Linked DNA regions of Gossypium hirsutum: region 1 is linked to region 2. Evidence: chromatin contacts called from public Hi-C data. All regions are on one chromosome and are shown on one strand. Each heading gives the region's core, a stretch centred on a gene start, on an enhancer-like site or on the middle of the called end of the contact. The rest is flanking DNA. Distances are from core to core; before and after follow the strand shown.

The links. A called contact is a pair of places that touch in the nucleus more often than the background predicts.
Region 1: a Hi-C map of leaf shows a contact between it and region 2, with 2.2 times the contacts expected there. The contact joins the enhancer-like site here to the promoter of LOC121210138 in region 2. A contact is called at or near these places in 5 of 34 Hi-C or Micro-C datasets (leaf and petal).

Annotation. Positions count from the first base shown.
Region 1 is chrA02:99,905,696-99,908,552 of Gossypium_hirsutum_v2.1, reverse strand. No RefSeq gene overlaps it. Among protein-coding and RNA genes, the nearest start is that of LOC107955336, 9.0 kb to the right of the region's middle. Within about 2 kb of position 1,477, at least 2 of the 9 cell types and tissues checked have an H3K27ac peak or open chromatin away from gene starts, as enhancers often do. A contact at or near this core is called in leaf, where this site is marked.
Region 2 is chrA02:99,858,782-99,861,481 of Gossypium_hirsutum_v2.1, reverse strand. LOC121210138 (cytochrome P450 78A7) reads left to right here and starts at 1,310. Exons shown (of 2, transcript XM_041082303.1): 1 at 1,310-2,376; 2 at 2,475-2,700. The coding sequence starts at 1,384.

The DNA.
Region 1 (2,857 bases), core at 228-2,727, 47 kb before region 2:
TAGATGAGTTTTTTTTTTTTACAGAGTTCTTGAATTTTGTCATTAAAATTCTTGAGGTGAACAATGTTGTAAGAACAAGACCGATGATCGAACTGAGCAAACTATTAGTTCTTAGTTCAACCATTACAAAATAAAAAGGAAAAAGGAAAAAAGAAAGAAAGAGAAGAAACAGAAAGCATCTTTAATATAAGCATAAACAATAATTTTATAAACTAAATTAAGTTCAAATGGTTTTTTAATTGGTTCAACTGATTTTACACTAGTTTTATTCTCCTTCGATTTTTATGGTATCGGTTGAATTGATTAGGCCATCTACTTATTGTTCAATCGATTAATTTAATCTAGTTCTGACAACCATGGGCTAAAGAACAAATGAAAATTTAAAAAAAAAAATTAACCTTTTTTTAAATTTAAAAAACAGTTCAGGTGGCATAATATTATTGAGTAAGGGAATTTTTCTTAACAAATCAAATGTTTGAGGTGATTACTATAATGCAATCATAATTTGGGTATCAGTTTTGATCCTAAAAGATTTTAAGTTTTTCAACGAAAAAAATGTTATAATTACAAGACCAAATTTTTATTTAAGCCTGACTTTCCACAGTAAATTTGGACACCTTCAGTTAGGTTAAAATGTATAAATAATTAAGTGTATTAGAGTGAAAAGTGTAATTTAATTTAGTATGTGGAGGGGTTTTTTTCTAGAAAGAAAAGATTGCAAAAGTTGTTGAAAGTAATGCTTTAAAGTACGAGTATAATATAATCCTAATAAATATGTTCTTTTAAATTTCAAATTTTAAAATTGACATTACTTAAATACTCAAATGAATGAGGATATTTTTGTAATTATACCAAAATAAATATATGCTCGAATAACTAAGTTAGGAATCTTGAAATCGACATTATTGAAAGAACTTTACTTGAATTTAATACTGAATGAGAACACTTTTATGATTATACCAAAATAAATATGTGTTTGAGTAACTACAAAATATATTCAAATAAATATAAAACACAAACATACTAAAAATCAAAATACTTCCTATCATAATTATAATCAGAATCAATACATTATTTACTCCCCATGTAATATAAAATTAAATTTTCAAATATTACACAATTAAATGGATATTTAAACTGGGTAGTACACAGAATTTTAAATTTATTTGCTTTTTTAATTGTAAGATTTGAACATTTAAGCTTTATATTAAATTTCTTTCACTAAATTAGATACATAAATAATTATTATAATTAATGATAAAGTCGTATAGTTAGTGACAGATTGAATCTAATACTACAACCCCACCTTTGATTCCTATTGATTAATGATTGATTATTTTGTTCAATAAAAAAGTTGGCAAACCACTTTTTAGGGACATTGGACCCATTTGTGATCAACTCGAAGCCCATGCCCAAAGCTATGCAACCATTTCAGCAACAACATTAGGTCTACTTCAAAAAAGCCCAAAGTCAAATGTCCTTGGGTTATATCAACAAAAATGTAGACACATTTCACTAATACAATAGGATACAATTACAAACCAATACTATACATCATAGATAAAGTACCGTAAAAGATCCAACTAATTCGATCAAAAAATCTTCACCTACACACCACAATTACAAAAGATGTGATTCCAACTCTAAAACCTCCTTGTTTATCAACAATGCCATGTACTCACAGGCACTAATAACAATTTTTTTTTCTCTACCGTCTTTTCATGCATATTCATCGCCTCATATATATACAAAATCACCTCACTGTACTTAGTTAAGTGTAGCCATTTAATCATTGGCAAATACATCTATCGTAAATATATGATCAAATTAGTTTCTCTATTATTTAATGGGTCAATTTAATTTTTGCATTATTAAAAAAGAATCAAATAAGGTCAAATTATAATAAAGTTAACCTTTACTGTTTTAAAAATACCATTTATTGTTTAACAGAGTTAATACTTGTAAAGATTATATAATATAGTTCTATAAATGAAATCTTTTGTTTGGAATTGAATTGCAGTTGAAAAAATAATTATTTTCAATACAATTTTTCATATGGTAAATGTTAACTTTGTTACCAACAATCTTTAGGTCCAATGGCAAGAATAATATGTTGTAAACATGGGAGTTTGGGTTAATCTAAAAAAACTTTATTTCTCTCTCACAATTATCAATATATATATATTTCTATTACATTTTAATAATAAAAAAATTAATTTAATCATGTGTCTATAATATAAGAATACTTCAACCTCATCTAGCTAAATGATAAATCATAAATAAATAAAAAATACAATATTTTATGTATTAATTGTTTTTGAAAAATAACCTAATAGATATACTAACTTTTAATCCAATTTTATAAATGGATGGAGTTTTATATACTCTTATTAATTTGATGAAACTCTCTGTTGAAGTTAACTATACTATTTTTACCATAGTGGATTAATCTCAAATTGTCCCCTCACTAAGAATATAAAATAACATTAGATATAAATGAAGCAATTTTTTTTAAAAAAAATTATAATGGGTTATTTAATAAATGAAAGGATATTTTTAGTTATATTATTTATTTCACACTTAAATCACACAAATTTAAATTTTCATATTGTAAATTTTAATAAATTAAAAATTTGAGACACACAAATGCCGGTTGAATTGTTTTCATAAATAAAATTTGCACTTTCAAGTATTGAAGATGGGTCCTCAACTTCACTCTCATCCCTAGACATGTTTATATAATTAGAGAAATGATGAAAAGATTTACAACAAGTTTGATTGGAGGAATAGAATAGATAAGTAATAAAATAGAACTGTAATTAATAATTTAATTGTTTGGTTAAATTGAATGGAATAA
Region 2 (2,700 bases), core at 61-2,560:
CCACTTCATTATCGATGTGAAATTTTAAGACATACATATGTAAAAAAAGTAGACCCTCCACGTATTTTTTTTAGAAGCTTCGATTTTAAACATTATATATAACATTCATTTAACAAAAAATTTCTAATAGAATCATTTATCAAGTCAATTTCATACTTAATTTGAAATTTTTTCGAATCGAATCGAGTCAAAAAATTTCGAGTCAAATCGAGTCGAGTTAACGAATCCTATTATTTATACTTAATGTTGTGTTTAGATAGACCGATTATTTAATTAGTAGATGAAGTACAAAATTATTTAACTATATGAACAATATAATGATTTAGTCTTTTAACTTAATGAGTAAACATTTATCAAAACCACGTAGTTTTACCTTTTAACTTAATTATTTTGAATTTTAACTTTTAATAAAGTAAACATTTATCAAAACTACGTAGTTTTGTCTTTTTTTATTCGGATTTTCGGATAACTCGAATTATGTAATTCATATTCGAGTTAAACCGAAAAACTTAATTTTTTATTCGAGTTGATCCAAATAACTTGATTAACTCAAATAACTCAAACTATTTAATTTAAAATTTAAATTTTTTATTAAATTTTTTGAATTGAATCGAATTTTGCTAACTCCACTTTAAAAAGCACTCGTGACAAGCAGTTATACGAAAAAATTAATCACTACCGACAATGTAGAACTTGAGTTTGACTAAAAAAATACTTGTGGTTAATTGTAGCATTGCAGTTAATAACCGGGAGCGCATTCAATATAATGTGTTTGAGCCATCTCATTCTCCACTGATGCATGTTAAAGGCTGCGGCCGGTACTGCATATATTGTAAAGCTTAGGCATTAAATTCAAACCGTCACAGCTCTCAATGCGTAATATTACTCGAACGCTTGAACGGCCTTAAGCGTTATTTCCCTTTCAGTTCATTGGGGTCGCCGTTTTCAGCCTCAGGGGGGGGGCGGGGTCTCTCATTTAATGTTCTCCTTTCCCTCGGGTCTCACAGTCTCAGTCATTGCTTTCTACTAAAATCTACTGTATAGTATTCCTACCGTTAAACATGTATCAGATATGGTCATAACGTCCCTTCCTCAACCCCCTCCACACAATTCGTTCTCAGATTTCCAACCCTTCTCTCTCTCATGCAACAGAGCTCTTCGTTTTCCTCTCTCCACGTGAAACTCTCCCCCTTCCTTCCTCTCCTTTCGTTATGTCACATCCATTTTTTTAACGCTTTCTACATAATAATATTATATTAACATCTTTAAATAATCACCAAACATATTTCTATATTATATATAGTATCCACCCCTTTCTTTCTTTTTCTACTCAGCATAAAGTAAAGCATCTTACTTCCTTTTTTCTTTAGTCTTTGTTCTTTAATGGAGTTGGGTTCGGTTTCAAAAGATACAAGCTGGTGGGTTTATACTCTTCCAGCTTTCTTTGGATCCAAAAATTTGTTCGATGGGTATGTTTTGTTTTCCCTCTTTATGGCATTTCTTTCCATTGCCCTTTTTTCTTGGGCTTTTGCTGTTGGTGGGATTGCATGGAAAAATGGAAGGAACCGAAAAGGTACCCTTCCTATTCCTGGTCCTAGGGGTTTCCCTGTTTTTGGTAGCCTCTTTACTTTGAGTCGTGGTTTGGCTCACCGTTCGCTTGCCGCCATGGCTTGGTCCAGGGCCAATACTCAGCTCATGGCTTTTAGCCTTGGTTCCACCCCAGTGGTCGTAGCTTCTGATCCCCACACGGCTCGCGAAATTTTAACTTCCCCTCACTTTGCTGACCGACCCATTAAGCAGTCCGCTAAAAGCCTCATGTTCAGTCGAGCCATAGGGTTCGCTCCCAACGGAACCTATTGGAGGCTTTTGAGAAGGATAGCTTCCTCCCACCTTTTTGCACCCAAGCGCATTTTAGCACACGAACCTGGTCGCCAGCTTGACTGTACTGTCATGCTGCGCAACATAGCGAACGAACAGAAGCTCCATGGCTCTGTTTGCTTAAGAAAACACCTCCAGTTTGCTGCTTTGAACAATATTATGGGGAGTGTTTTTGGCAGAAGATATGACCAGAGAAAAGACAGTGAAGAACTGGAAGAGCTTAGGGATATGGTAAGAGAAGGATTTGAACTACTTGGGGCTTTTAATTGGTCTGATTATTTGCCATGGCTGAGTTACTTTTATGACCCCTTTCGTATCAATCAACGTTGCTTGCAACTCGTTCCCCGAGTTAGGAAACTCGTCAAAGGCATCATTGAACAACACCGACAACTCAGTGAGTCCAAAATGCTGTCTGATAATGTTGATTTTGTAGATGTTTTGCTCTCTCTTGACGGTGAAGAAAAACTCCAAGAAGATGACATGGTTTCTGTTTTATGGGTTAGTAAATAGTAATAACATAGTAGAATTTCAATTTTTATGTGATCATTATTATTTGTATGTTCGAATACTGAGTTAAGTCGGTGAATTTTGGTTAGGAAATGATATTCAGAGGAACTGATACGACTGCTTTGTTAACGGAGTGGGTCATGGCTGAGTTGGTATTGCACCCGGAAGTACAAGCCAAGCTGCAACTTGAAATTGACAGTGCTACGAGGAACAAAACCCTCACCGACGCTGACGTGGCGAAATTACCTTACCTTCAGGCGGTGGTCAAAGAAACCCTACGGATCCATCCCCCAGGGCCACTGCTTTCTTGGGCGA